2 separate regions of the Capra hircus genome follow, and region 2 is linked to region 1. The links are chromatin contacts, called in public Hi-C maps. All regions are on one chromosome and are shown on one strand. The core of a region is the stretch at or near the end of the contact, and the rest is flanking DNA. Distances in the headings are between cores, read along the strand shown. Region 1 holds the start of PIF1 (ATP-dependent DNA helicase PIF1). Region 2 has its middle 44 kb from the start of PLEKHO2.

What was found. A called contact is a pair of places that touch in the nucleus more often than the background predicts.
Region 2: a contact with region 1 is called in a Hi-C map of blood, with 1.9 times the contacts expected there. The contact joins the enhancer-like site here to the promoter of PIF1 in region 1. A contact is called at or near these places in 3 of 5 Hi-C or Micro-C datasets (all in blood).

Annotation. Positions count from the first base shown.
Region 1 is chr10:57,774,858-57,781,772 of ARS1.2, forward strand. It overlaps PIF1 (ATP-dependent DNA helicase PIF1), which reads right to left and starts at 4,359. Exons shown (of 13, transcript XM_005685842.3): 1 at 3,219-4,359; 2 at 1,918-2,494; 3 at 945-1,077; 4 at 734-859; 5 at 462-615; 6 at 256-370; 7 at 73-179. The coding sequence starts at 3,313.
Region 2 is chr10:57,832,709-57,839,623 of ARS1.2, forward strand. No RefSeq gene overlaps it. Among named protein-coding and RNA genes, the nearest start is that of PLEKHO2, 44 kb to the left of the region's middle. Within about 2 kb of position 3,338, at least 2 of the 5 cell types and tissues checked have an H3K27ac peak or open chromatin away from gene starts, as enhancers often do.

The DNA.
Region 1 (6,915 bases), core at 3,109-5,608:
GTCCCTGTGCTCCTCTCTGATCCATGCTTGGATCCTCATCCAGTGGCCCTTTCTCTCTTCACTAGGCCCCACCTGCCCAGCCGCACAGCTTGCAGTAGAGAGATGAAGGTCTTGTCCGTTTGCCTCCACACCTCAGTCAGTTCCAGGGTCACTTGGACACACCTCCTCCAGCTCTTGGCCTGGTGGGGGCAAGGTGGGGGAGTCAGGGAGCAGAGCAGACCCCCATGGGGGTTAGGGCCGGAGGGCAAGTGGTACCTGGAAGCAGAACTGTGGGAGCTGGGATCCCTTGGTTACAGGTGGCAGCTGCAGGAAGTCCCCACAGATGATGAGCTGGATCCCTCCGAATGGCTTATTCTGCTGCCGGACGGCTCTGGAGAGGAGCATGGGGTGCTCTAGGGGCTGGGGTTGTTGGGTTCCACCCTGAAGACCACCAGAACCCAGTCCTCACTGCACATACTGACCTGGCCACGGCCTCCAGCTTGTCAAACAGGTCCGCTTCCACCATGGAGATCTCATCAATGACTAGCCGCTGGCAGTTCAGCCAACCCTGCCGCACGCCGGGCCGCTGGGCCAGGGCCACACACTGGGCCAGGGGAGCCTGGCCCGAGCCAATGCCTGTGAGGGACACTATTCAGCCTGGGCTGAGATCACAGCCTTGTCTCAACCCTGACCTCCCCTCCCTTCTCACCAGCCTGGCTTGCTCCCAGTTTAAACCCCAGGAGCTCTCACTTACCTGCAAAGGCATGGAGGGTAGTACCCCCGATGTGGCAGGCTGCCACCCCAGTGCTGGCAGTGGCCACAGTGCCCGTGGGAGGCAGTGAGCCCAGGATACGCTTCAGCAGGTAAGACTTCCCCGTCCCTGGGCAGGGGGCAAAGTCAGGGCCACTTCTCCTCCATCCCAGCCCACCCCTCTTCTCCCCACACCCACTCTGTCCCACCACTACCTGCACTTCCAGTGAAGAAAATGCTCTGGCCTTTCAGGACAGCCCTCAGGACAGCAGCCTGTTCCTTGGAAAGCTCTGGTTTGGTGGGGGGCAATCTCAGCCTCTTCACAGGCAGGGGCCACCTTGCAACTTCCTAGGGGGAGAGGGCTGTCTCAGGACCTCCCCACATCTCCTCGGCATCACCCCCTCCCTTCTTGGTCTGGTAGCCCTTTGTGTCTCTGCTGGCTTCTCTCCTTGGAGCCCTTGGGCAGCCTTGGCTCATCTGGAGATCTTGCCAGTAACCACAGGGGTCCAGGTCTCTCCCTGAGGAAGGGATCAAAGCTGGATCTCCACTGACTCTGGGTATCACCCCTAAAGTCCCCTGTCTGCAGGTCTAGATTCTCCTCAGCATCCTCTCCTGGGTTCCCTACCTCTCTTGGTCCTCTCACCCATCCTTCCTTCTCACAACTCTTCCTGTCACAATCTGTCTCTTTGACCTAAAATCTCCCAAGCCAACCCTGCTTAGCCAGGGCCCCTTTTTGCCCCATCTCCATCTTCTCTGTGGTTTGTGATCCATCTGTTCCAGTTTGCGAACACTGTCACATCCACCAGACTTTGTCCCCCAACACCTCCCTGCATCTGATTGGACTTGTGGGCTGCCCCTAACACAGCTGATCACTTTATTCTCTCCAAAACCTCCTCTCCTCCTCCAGGAGGACCTCATTCCTACATTTCTTCTGAAGCACCTTCTCTGCTCTCTTTTAACATGACCTAAGCACATTTTTCCTATTCTCACTGCTCAATCTCAAGGATTGCACTATGAGAAACACACGCACAATTCCCATATTTCCGTTAGTCTCAGAAGCCTGATGAATATTTCCTCTGAAGTAATCAGCAGCCATCTCAAATACCACCATCTTCCCCCTAAACTTGGGCTTCCTCGGTCTCTTCCATCTCCCACTCCCCAAGGCTACCCCCGTTTTCCTGTCCTCACGGTGCGGGGCTTGGCTCCCTCAGGAGGTTCCGTGGGCCGCTTCACCGGCCTGGTATCCGTGACCCGGGTGGCCGCCGCGCGCCGCAACTCCTCGGGCTGCACCGGGCTGATGCTGATGAAGTCGCGGGGCCGCGGGCCAAGCAGCTGCGTGCGGGCGGAGCCCGGCCCGGGACCCGGGGCTACAGCCAGCTTGAGGCGCAGCGTATGCAGGAAGCGGCGCAGGCGGTCCGGGGGGCAATCGGAGAGCAGCAGCTGGACAGCCCTGGCCGGGAGAGTGCTGTCGGCGGGGAACCGCAGAGTGCTGCGCCCGGCTGCAGCGAAGCGGGTGAAGAGGCGCGCGGCGCGCACGGGGAAGCAGCGCGGCCGCCCAGCGGGCCCGGGCGCCTGCAACCTCAGCATCAACTCGCCGCGCTCGTTACGACCCAGGCTCAGCTCCGCCGTGCGTAGGGACTGGCGCCTTCGCGGCTGCCCACCGGGGCTCAGCTCCTCCACAGCCACACGGCACCGCAGTTCTCCGTCCTCGCATTCTGCGGCCGCTGCCTGGGTGCCCGAAAGCATCGCCGCCGCCTCTGCAGGTCTGCAAAAAGACCGGAGCACAGGCGTTACAGGGACTCAGGGGACACCATAGGTGGTACGGAAGTCTGGATAGGGAGCCCAGTCAAAGCCACAAAGGGTCCCAGGGCTGTCACTGGTAACACAAAGAGGTCACGGAGACTGTAAAAGCACCCTGGGGCAAACAGGAAATTCTCCTAGACTTTTCTCTCCCACACAATAATTTCCAGAGCTGCGGACGGGCAACGTCAAGCGCACTGATTGGGAACCTCTGCTGTCCGACAAGAGCCACAGAAGGGAGCCCCTGAACAGAATAGAAGCTTGCTTCTAAGAGACCCAGGGAGGGCACGGGAATCTTCTGTCCTCTCCGCAAGGAAGCAGGAGACTCACTTGTGGAGGTAAACAGGACTGGCATGTTATCAGCGCCTTCCCTCTCCCAGCTACCTTCACTGGTTTATATGCAGCCAAGCTAGTGTCACTCTTTCCCATGTACAGAATTGGAAAACAGGCTGAAAGAGACCACAACGGCTGGTAGGAGTCAGGGATCGTGTGATTCGGAAGCTCTGGTGCTTCCCATCTCTAAGGTGGGGTGGAAGTAGAAATTATTTGGCTACGGAAATAGCGGAGGGACCCTGGCTTCCAGGAACCAGTCAACGCACCGTCTGATTCATTCGTATGCACCCTCCCGGCAGGGACCCCTTGAAGAAGAACATTCTGCCTCCCACGTCTGGGATCAGGTGGACACTCACTTGTGCCAGCGCTCGGACGAACCAGTTGAGAAAAGTCGGCCTGCAGGCATAAGCAGCACACTGGAAACTTTCAAATTCTGGGAGTGGAGAATCATCCTATCACCTGCAGGATCTTTAAATTTTCTAGCCAATCAGAGAAAGCGGGCGTGACAAGGGGCGTGTCTTTCTTGCGTTCCTACCCTCAGAACTTGGGCTGTACCAATAGCACGCCAGAGGAAGGAGGCTTATTGTGGTGGCGGAGCATACCAAGTCGCGCGGATGAGTGGATGTGGTGGGAGGGGACCGAGACTGCAGCTGGGCCGCGCGTGGATTAGCGTCACCAATTTCTTCTCTGAAGATTTATTGTCAAGACCTTGCCTCTAACACAGACTTCCTCCCCTCTAGCCCTCACACAGCGGCTGAACTTGGCCTTGGGGAAGAGCTGCCTCTGATCCCTCCCATCTATGTTTACACTCACGGGACCTTTGTCCGTTTCTGGGTAGACCGCCCTCCAGCCCTCGCCCCCTGACCGAGCCTGCTGCTCCCGGTGCCCCCCCACCCCCAGTTCCTTCAACGCTTATCGGTCTTTGTGTCATTTTACTCATTTGTCTTTTCCATCCGTCTGAGACACATCAGTGAAGAACTGAGACCTGTGACCAAGTGCTCAGAGTACAAGGGAAGAGAGCGAGCCTCTGTCTTCAGGGAATGCGTATCCCTCTCATTGCACTGAATGCATAGGGAATTTGTTTTTAATTTTCTTTTCCCTCATTAAATCTTGGAATGACTAGCTAGAAGGCATCTTACAGGTGAGTCAGCTCGCTCATTTATCGAATTGCCCACATTTTTCAAATAAGGAAACCAAGGCTCCAGGAAGTTTTACCAGATGTCACATAGCTTTTAGATAGCAAAACAAACCCTGGAAGCCAAGTCTAGGCCTGTTAATTTAACTACTACACCACGCTGCTCCCAGAGAGAAAGAAAGAGAGACAGAGGCTGGTCTAACCTGGTGAAGGGAGTCCAGGCCTGAACTGGAATCTCAGCTCCTGAAAGGCACTTTGTTACACCAGACCTGAGGCAGTTTTGATGTTTCCTTAATGTCTCTAAGCAAGTTTCCTTGATGTCTCAAGCCTTTGTTTCCTTATATTTAAAAATGGATGCTTGGGGCTGGTGCACTGGTATGACCCAGAGAGATGATATGGGGAGGGTGATGGGAGGGGGGTTCAGGATTGGGAATTCATGTATACCCGTGACAGATTCATGTCAATGTATGGCAAAACCAATACAGTATTGTAAAGTAAAAAAAATAATAATAAATAAAAAATACAGAGAAAAAAATGGAGAAAGATGAAAATGCATAGCTATGACTATACTAAAAACCATCAAATTATTTGCTTTAAATCGTATGGTATGTGAATTGTATCTCAATAAGTCTGTTAGGAAAAAATAAAAATGAAAAATATTTTTCCTCTTAAATGTTGTTTTGACATATGACTACTAAGGTAAGGTGAAGTCGCTCAGTCGTGTCCGACTCTTTGCGACCCCATGGACTGTAGTCTACCAGGCTCCCCCATCCATGGGATTCTCCAGGCAAGAATACTGGAGTGGGTTGCCATTTCCTTCTCCAGGGGATCTTCCTGACCCAGGGATCGAACCCAGGTCTCCCGCATTGGAGGCAGACGCTTTAACCTCTGAGCCACCAGGGAAGAGAGCGAGCCTTCTTCTAGTGGCACAGAAAAAAATTTAATATCATTGTTGTAAGCAGAATAATGATACCCCCCCAAATATGTCTGCATCCTAATCCCCAGATTCCTTTTGTATGTTACTTAACATAGCAAAAGGGACTTTGCAGATGTGATAAATTAAGGATCTTGACATGGGGAGACTACCCTGGGTTTTCTGGGTAGGTTCAATTAGTATTCTTATAAGGGAGGCTAGAGAGTCAGAGGAGATGTGATGAATAAGTGGACATGTGTGTGTTTGTGTGTGTGTGAAAGAAAGAGAGAAAGGCTGATTTGAAGATGTTACTGCTAGCCTAGAAAATGGAAGAAAGGGCCATGAACCAAGCCATATGGGATACAGGTTTCTTGAAGGTGGAAAAGGCTAGAGGAAGTGGGTTCCCCTCTAGATTCGCCAGAAGGAACACAGCTCTTGATTTAAGTCCAATGAGACACATTTTAGGCCTCTAGAACTGCAAGATAATCAGTTTGTCTTGTTTTAAGCCACCAAATTTGTGGTAATTTGTTATAGTAGCTATAACAATAAGAAACAAATATAATTACGAGCTAGAAAATGAAAGCTGGGATTATGAATGTATGTCTGTGTCTATTTCCACAGCCTATGTTCTCTCTGCCCACTACCCTGTGCTCAAAGTAGGCCCAGCACACTCACACAGCCTGCTCCCTTCTCCCTTCTCTCTGTGTCGTATCCCAGACTGGTTCCAGAGAAAGCATGGAGACTTCCATATGAATTTTCCCCCAGTATGTTTTTCATCTGGACTCACCATGCAGCTTGCGGGATTTTAGTTCACCAACCAGGGATCTAAACCAGCCCCTTGCAGTGAAAGCCCCAAGTCATAACCACTGGACTGCAAGGGAATGCCCTCAAATTTTTTTTTTAATTGTAAAATATACATAACATAAAATTCACCATACTGACTATTTTTCAGTATACAATCCATTACCATTAACTGCATTCAGATATTGTATAACCATCACCACTATTTTCAGAAAAGTTTCATTATTCTGAAACAGAAACTTTGTACCCATTAGACCAGACATCCTGGAATGTGAAGTCAAGTGGGCCTTAGGAAGCATCACTATGAACAAAGCTAGTGGAGGTGATGCATCACTACGAACAAAGCTAGTGGAGGTGATGGAATCCCAGTTGAGCTATTTCAAATCCTGAAAGATGATGCTGTGAAAGTGCTGCACTCAATATGCCAGCAAATTTGGAAAAGTCAGCAGTGGCCACAGGACTGGAAAAGGTCAGTTTTCATTCCAATCCCAAAGAAAGGCAATGCCAAAGAATGCTCAAACTACCGCACAGCTGCACTCATCTCACACGCAAGTAAAGTGATGCTTAAAATTCTCCAAGTCAGGCTTCAGCAATGCATGAACCGTGAACTTCCAGATGTTCAAGCTGGATTTAGAAAAGGCAGAGGAACCAGAGATCAAATTGCCAACATCTGCTGAATCATGGAAAAAGCAAGAGAGTTCCAGAAAAACATCTATTTCTGCTTTATTGACTATGCCAAAGCCTTTGACTGTGTGGATCACAAATACACTGTGGAAAATTCTGAAAGAGATGGGAACACCAGATCACCTGACCTGCCTCTTGAGAAACCTATATGCAGGTCAGGAAGCAACAGTTAGAACTGGACATGGAACAACAGACTGGTTCCAAATAGGAAAAGGAGTACATCAAGGCTGTATATTGTCACCCTGCTTATTTAATTTATATGCAGAGTACATCATGAGAAACGCTGGGCTGGAGGAAGCACAAGCTGGAATCAAGATTGCCGGGAGAAATATCAATAACCTCAGATATGCAGATGACACCACCCTTATGGCAGAAAGTGAAGAACTAAAGAGCCTCTTGATGAAGGTAAAAGAGGAGACTGAAAAAGCTGACTTAAACATTCAGAAAACTAAGATCATGGCATCTGATCCCATCACTTCATGGCAAACAGATGGGGAAACAGTGGAAACAGTGGCTGATT
Region 2 (6,915 bases), core at 2,088-4,587, 57 kb after region 1:
GGAAGGGTTAGATCAATGTGAGGTGGGCAGTGTGCCTAAAGAGAAATCGAACTGTGCATGGTGTTTCCCTCTGAAGAGTGTACTCTGTATACTGATCTGTCTCCATGAATGAGAGGGTTCAGAGATCACCTAGTCTCCATCCTGCTATTACAGAAAGGGAAGCTGAAGCCCAGGAGAAGTGTTGTTTGGGGGGGGTCACACAATGGCTTGGCAGCAGAGTCCTGCCCCTTGTTCCCATCCTTCCTGCCCTGCCTTCCCACCTTTCATTCCCCAAGCTCTGATGACACCCGGGGAGATTTGGGTTTCTATTTTTAAAAAAATGTTCTAATTGATTCTTAACAGGAAATGTGGGCTCTTTTTTTTGCTCTGAGTTGACAACCACAGCAGCTACACACATACTCAGATAAGCAACATATGCTCCCACATACACACCTCCCCCAAGTCTGCACACAGCTGCATGCACACACACAGAGCCACCTGCTTGTACTTGTTGGCATTTAGGTGCACAGATAAGACATACCTGTGCATTTCTCTCCGTTGTGCCAGGGGAGGCCCAATCAGAGGCTCTCGCCTGGTGCTCTGTGACCTACCTTATGATTCTGTAGTGGAGGGTGGGTTTGAAGGGGTGGAACTGAACCAAGGGGATCAGGCATGGCTTCAATGGGTAGCAAAGGCCTCCATGACCCAGGTTTGGCCCCAGAGCTGATGCCCACAGTGCTGGGCCTGGAGGGGGTGTCATTCACAGGGCAGAATGAACAGGAAACCACCAATGTGGCATGGGTTGGGGGAGGTCAGAGAAGATGAAGGATGGGGCTCTGGGGAGGTGAACTGCATGTAAATGGCAAAGCCTAGATTTGAAACCGGGTCTATTTGACCAAAAGCCCGGGCTCCTGGTTCCACAGGCACACCTTTTTTCCTCTCCAAAGCAGCTGGTCCACAGAACTTCCATGGACAAAATAAAGGAAACAGTATTAGTGGGTGTCTAGGTGGGGTTGAGGGAAGCTTCATGGATGAGTTGGCATTTGAAGCTGATTTAAGAATGAATGAGACTTTATTATTAGGTGAGTGGGAGGGGACAGGGAAGGGTATCCCTAACAGTGGGAACGGCATAAGCCAAGGCAGTGCGAGAAGGTACAAGGGACAGGGCAGGGCAGAGTAGCCATGGAACGGGAGCAACTGGCGAGGGAGGTGTGTGGTCAGAGCACTGGGTTGAACTGGAGGATTGATGTGCATGTCATGGGGGGTTGGAAGAACCTTGGGTGCCAGGCAAAGGCATTTGGGTGCCAGGATATCCTGGCAGGTGTGTAAGGAAGGGTGTGCTTTCATCAGTCCTGTGTTCCAGAGGCTCACTCTGCCTCCAGGATGAAGGATGCTAGTGAGTGGAGCAAGGAGGAGAGGCTGAGGAGGGGAGTGTCCAGGCAGAGGTTGTGGGGCTAGAATCAGGCCTGGGACAGGGAGTGGAGAGGAGGGGATGTTGGGAGAAGAGAGACAGCCTGAGGATGGACAGCGGAAGGGGGAACCATGCAGCCACCAGGCAGAGCTTCTAAAACCACTGAGTGCCCACCTCCTCCCCAACCCAGGCCACTGGGTTTAGGCTAGAAGGCCTCAGAGAAAGTCTTACCTCTGTCCAGACTCCCCGCCCTTTCCAGGTTCTGCCCATCTCCTCTACTTCCCTGGGGGAAGCAGCAGGGACCCCATCTGTAGGCAGGGCAGGATTTTCTCCTTTCTCTACTAGCTAAGGAGGAATACTCAAAATTTCTCTGCAGAAAGTGAAAGTGAAGTCACTAAGTCATGTCCGACTCTTTGCGACCCCGTGAACTGTAGCCTACCAGGCTTCTCTGTCCAAGGGATTCTCTAGACAAGAATACTGGAGTGGGTTACCATTTCAGAAGACAAACAAAACAAACATTTATCTGCAGAGCTGGAGGGACAACGCTAGCTCTCAACCACTGACAACAGACACTGGCTCCACCAGCAGTGAACCAGGGGCCCTGCCCCTACAAATGGCTGCTGATGCCTCTGGGAAGTCAGGTGGGGCCCTGATTGCCATGTTGTATATGTGCAGTTATTGCTTCAATAGTAGGTATGGGATGGTCATGCTGATTGGCCAGGTCTGGTCACATGCCCAGCCTTAACTGCAAGGAAGCCTGGGAAAAGGAGTATCTGGCATACTTAGTCTCAGGCATGGAAGTTGGGCTTCTCCTCATGCATGAAGACTACCCCACACATAGGAAGGGGTTTCAGATGCTGAGCGGCCAACACGAATGACAAATGTCCCATATGCTACCTTATAGAGATGTTTGTGAGAATTAAATGATTTATTCCATGTACACGTTTTGCAAAGCATCTGGTATTGGCTTGGTCAATGTCAGCTCTCACTCTATTAAATTGTTAGCTTCATGAGGGCAGGAATTGGACCTCTTTTCTGCTCTCTACTGTATTCCTAGTGCCTAGTGTGGTGCCTGGCATGTAGCAGAGCTTGACAATTTTTAATATTTTTCATTTAAAAAAAGTGAATCATTTTTAAAGTCTTTATTGAATTAGTTACAATATTGTTTCTGTTTTACGTTTTGTGCTTTTGGCTGCGAGGCATGTGGGATCTTAGCTCCCCGACTAGGGATAGAAACCTACCCCCTGCATTGGAAGGCAAAGTCTTAACCACTGGACCACCAGGGAAGTCCCACAAATATTTCCTGTATGAATGTCTTGCTCCTCGAGGCTGTGCTCTGCCCAGCCTTTCTCTCCTCCCGCTTTCTTCTTTGCCTTGGCTGTGACCACAGCATTTTCTGAGGAGAAGGCACATGCCGGAACAGAGAGAACACTGTAACAGGAGTCAGGTGCCCGCAACTCAGCTCCGCCATGAGCTCACGGTGTGAGGAGGGCAAGTCACCTCCCCTCCCTTGGTCTGGGTCTCCACACCTGCAGAATGGGTACAATAACCTCAGCTGCTATGTCCCATATCTCTGGTATGAGGGACAAATGAGAAAACTTGAGAAGTTGATTGCAAAGCCGCAAAAAGCCTTCAGCCCCAAAGCTGGGGAGGAAGTTGCTGCTCAAGCCATTCAAGAAGTGTGAAGACCCCACCCCTAAGGATCCGCTTTTGAATGGGGGCTAGGGGAATGTAGGTGGGGAAATGGCCTTCCTCTTCCCTCGGTGGGAAGGCCTAGTATTCATGCACTGTGAACTGAAGCTATTTTTATGTAGCACAACTGTGATTATGACAGGGCCTCTTCCTGAAGGGGAAGGGTGGGGAGTAGACCTGAGTCATCAGTGGGGCCACACAGCTGACACAAGTCTGCCGTGAAAATTAGTCCAGTCCCCTCAGATGACTCTCACCCTCTGTCTTCCTCAGTAGAGGTGCCAAACAGAGCCGAGGGCTGGACTACAGGCTCCAGGAAGGACTAGGTCAGTCATTGGGCTCAGGCCTGTCAATCATAGTTGATCTTCCAATGAGCTATGGGATGGCAGTGTCCCTGGGCGGGAACCTGAGGACCACTGGAAAGAGCGGAAAGAGAGGACAGAAACGTACCTGACACATCCTTCCGGCACCCTGCCGGGTTGGCCGGCTGAACTTTAGGTTCCAAGCAGCGTTTATTGGGGACCGATTGTGCGTCCGCACTGTGGATATGGGCTTTGCATCTCCTTTACTTGAATTTTCCCAACACCCTCCCGCTTAGGTAGAGGTGACTTGCCTCTGTCTTATAGATAAAGGCGCCTAGGCTCCATGTGGATATGACTGACTCAGCTCCACTGCACTCCAGACTATGAATCCTGAGCTGAGGGAGCCAACAGGAAGGGTGATTATTTTCTTTACTGGAAGGATAGGGAAAGGCTTCCCAGAGAGGGTGACATTTGAGCCAGGCCCTAAACAATGAGCAGGATTTAGCTCTCTTAGGGGGGCAGGGAGAGGAGAGAAGGAAAGGCCTGTGACACAGAGGGATATGGCATGGACAAAGGCTTGGAGGTGTAACAGTGCATGGCTTGTTGAGGCAGGGATGTGGGGAGGGAAGGGTCAGGTAACTCTAGGTGACTGGGGAGTGTCAGGGGTGCTGAGGGTGCTAGGGAGGGGCCTTGCCTGCCAGACTGAGAGGTTAGGGCTATTTGGGGTTCCCGCAGAGCTGGGCAGGCCCTTGGCATTGTCCCGGAAGTGCAATCATACAAAGAGAGGGGAGGGGAGCCCACAGTGGGAGGTAGTTTAGGGGGGGCCGTTAGACCCAGAGGAAACCAGGTGGGTTTCCTGTCCTGGAGCCTGAGCTCAGGCAGTGGTGAGCCAGGGGCCCTGCAGGCTGCTACGCCTCCATCAGAGCCTTGGCGCCGCCTGGCTCCCCTGTGCTCCCCAGGGCTCCTCTCCTCTGCTCTTCTCTGAAGGCCTCCTCTGTGCCAGCACCTTTGCACACAGTGTTCCCTTTAATCCTCACAAATACCTGCAAGGTGAGTGTCACCCCCGTTTTGTGAGAGAAGAAACAAGAAGTTAGGGGACTTGCTCCAAGTCACATAGCTCCTCTGGGTAACTTCATGAGGCCTCCACTGTCATCCTTCAACAAAAGGGTCCTCTGGAGCTCTGCTTTCAGTCAGGGCAATGACAGCCTTCTTCTTCAGTGAGAAGGGGACCCTGAGGCCAAACCTCGCTGTTACTCACCTGCCTCCCAGGCACCCGTAGTACAGACTCAGATGTTCAATCCAGAAAGCCCCTTAGAGATCATTTTGTCCCCTCTGCATATTATAGATGGAGTAACTGAGGCTCCAAAAGGAAGAGACTTGCTTGGGTTCCCACTAGTGGTGATTGACCAGCCTGTTTGGAACAAGAGCCTCTCACTGTGGCTCTAGCTCAGCTGAGAAGCTGAGCTGTGAGGGACAAGTGGATTAGAGCACTGGCCTGGGGGTAGTGGAGTGTGTGGGACAGAGAATGGCCTGGGACTTCTAGGCACTCAGAGCCAAAATGCACTCAGCCCCTTTATCCCACTCGGCTCCCTTCAGACAGATGCCCTCCCCACCCCACCCCAGGATGCTTTACTGCCATCTGCCTGAAAAGTGTGCTAATAACTATGCAAAACCTGGTGACACTGAGCTGACTGTGCCCCTAGAGTTGTGCAGTGCATAATTTGTGCAAATGTGAGTGGCTGCCCAGCCATGAAAATGTTAACTCTCCCCACTTCTCTATCCCCTCTCTTTCCCTTACCTCTTCCCACAGAGCCAGGGAGCAGGGGGCCACGTCTCACCAGCGTGGGAGAGGGAAGGAGGGACAGAGACAAGGGAGGAGGAAGGAGAATGTGGAGGGCAATAGAGGGAAAGGGTAGGACTCAATTCTGCTATCAGAAACCAAAACCGAAACTTCTGGCAGAAGGCAATGTGAAAGGCAGGTCTGCAGCTAGACACTAAGATTGAAAGGCGACACTGAAAGAGCACAGCCTCCCTAACCAGCTGGTCAGAGACTCCCGACGCTGTGTCACCTAGACCAGATCTTGCCATTCATGCTGACAAGGAGTGTGCCAGGCCAGAGGCTTTTCCTCTGTCCATGGAATTCTCCAGGCAAGAATCCCGGAGTGGGTTGCCATTCCCTTCTCTAGGGAATCTTTCTGACCCAGGGATCAAACGCTTGTCTCTTATATTAGAGGAAGATTTTTTTTACTATCTGAGCCACCAGGGAAGTCCGAGGATTCAAAAGGCCCCTTTAGACATTACAGTGCCCAACTCTAGGGTTAGAATCTTTGCTGGAATATGGGGGAGGGCGCTTCTCAAGCCACAGAGTCACCTAATGTCCCAAGACTAGGTGACCCATAGCCTTAGTTGATGTTAGTGTTTGTGTGGACATGCACACACCAGTGAAGCAGGGGCAGCTGGCATCAGTGTGCCTGAAAGAATGGGGACTGTATTTCCTCCAAGTTGAGCTCAGGACATGTGAAGTAACATGGATTTTTGTGACCCATCTGGCTGGGAGGGGTTATTTAGATGACATAATGTTTAGGAGCCTCACTCTGAGGCTCTTGCTGCTTTATTCCAACAATGAGATGGAATGTTTGAAACTTGGGTTGCCTTTAGAAATTCAGAATTTGTATGGTCACCATTTATTATGACCTTTGTGATTCGATGAGCCAGTCCTGTATCAGGGACCCAGGTGTCACCCCTCCACGGAGGTTCCTGGATGCTTTAGGTGGGGAGGGATGCTGTTTCCAGAGCACGTGTCTCTCGGCTCCAGAATGGGCAGCCTCTTGTGTTTAATTAATCTTTGTATCTCCCATTATGACAGGAGCCTCCCCTTTCCCTGGGGTTCTCAGAGTGTAAGCTCCTGGCTTCTCTGTTTGTCGGGTGATACCTACTCTGTGCTGGCCTCATAGAGACAGGGAAGAAGGGGACAAATGCAGGGGCAGGGCCTAAGGGGGTCTGGCTCCATCATTTCTCAGCCCTGTGGTCTTGGACAAGTTCTGTTCCTGTCTGAGCCTCAGTTTCTTCAACTGGAGATGGGGATGACTTAAATAGCTGACTTTTCTTGAGCATATACTGTGGGTCGGGCACTGTGTTAAGCATATTACGTGTAGTAGCTTGTTCAGAAATACTGACAAGGGCTTCCAATGTGCAAGGGCCACTACAAGGTCAGCTGATGACGTGGAGGTTTGGAGAAGTTAGGTGACTTCCCAAGATTATGTGCAGATGAGTGGAAGAACTTGTACCCCAGAACCCACACTTCTACCCAACTCACTGTACTAAATGGACCCCAGGGGGCCAGGAGGACAGGCCTGTGGAGAGCTCAGCATGGAACCGGCTTAGGGAAAGTTCAGGATGGTGGTGCTGTTTTCCGTGGAGGCCAGGCCCATCTGGGCGAGAAGGTGCTCAGCCTGACTTCAGGGGCTGGAGCAGGGAGAGTCCAGCCAGGTGACCCCACAGGATGCTGTGGGAAAAGGTCCTCCAAGCCAGGAT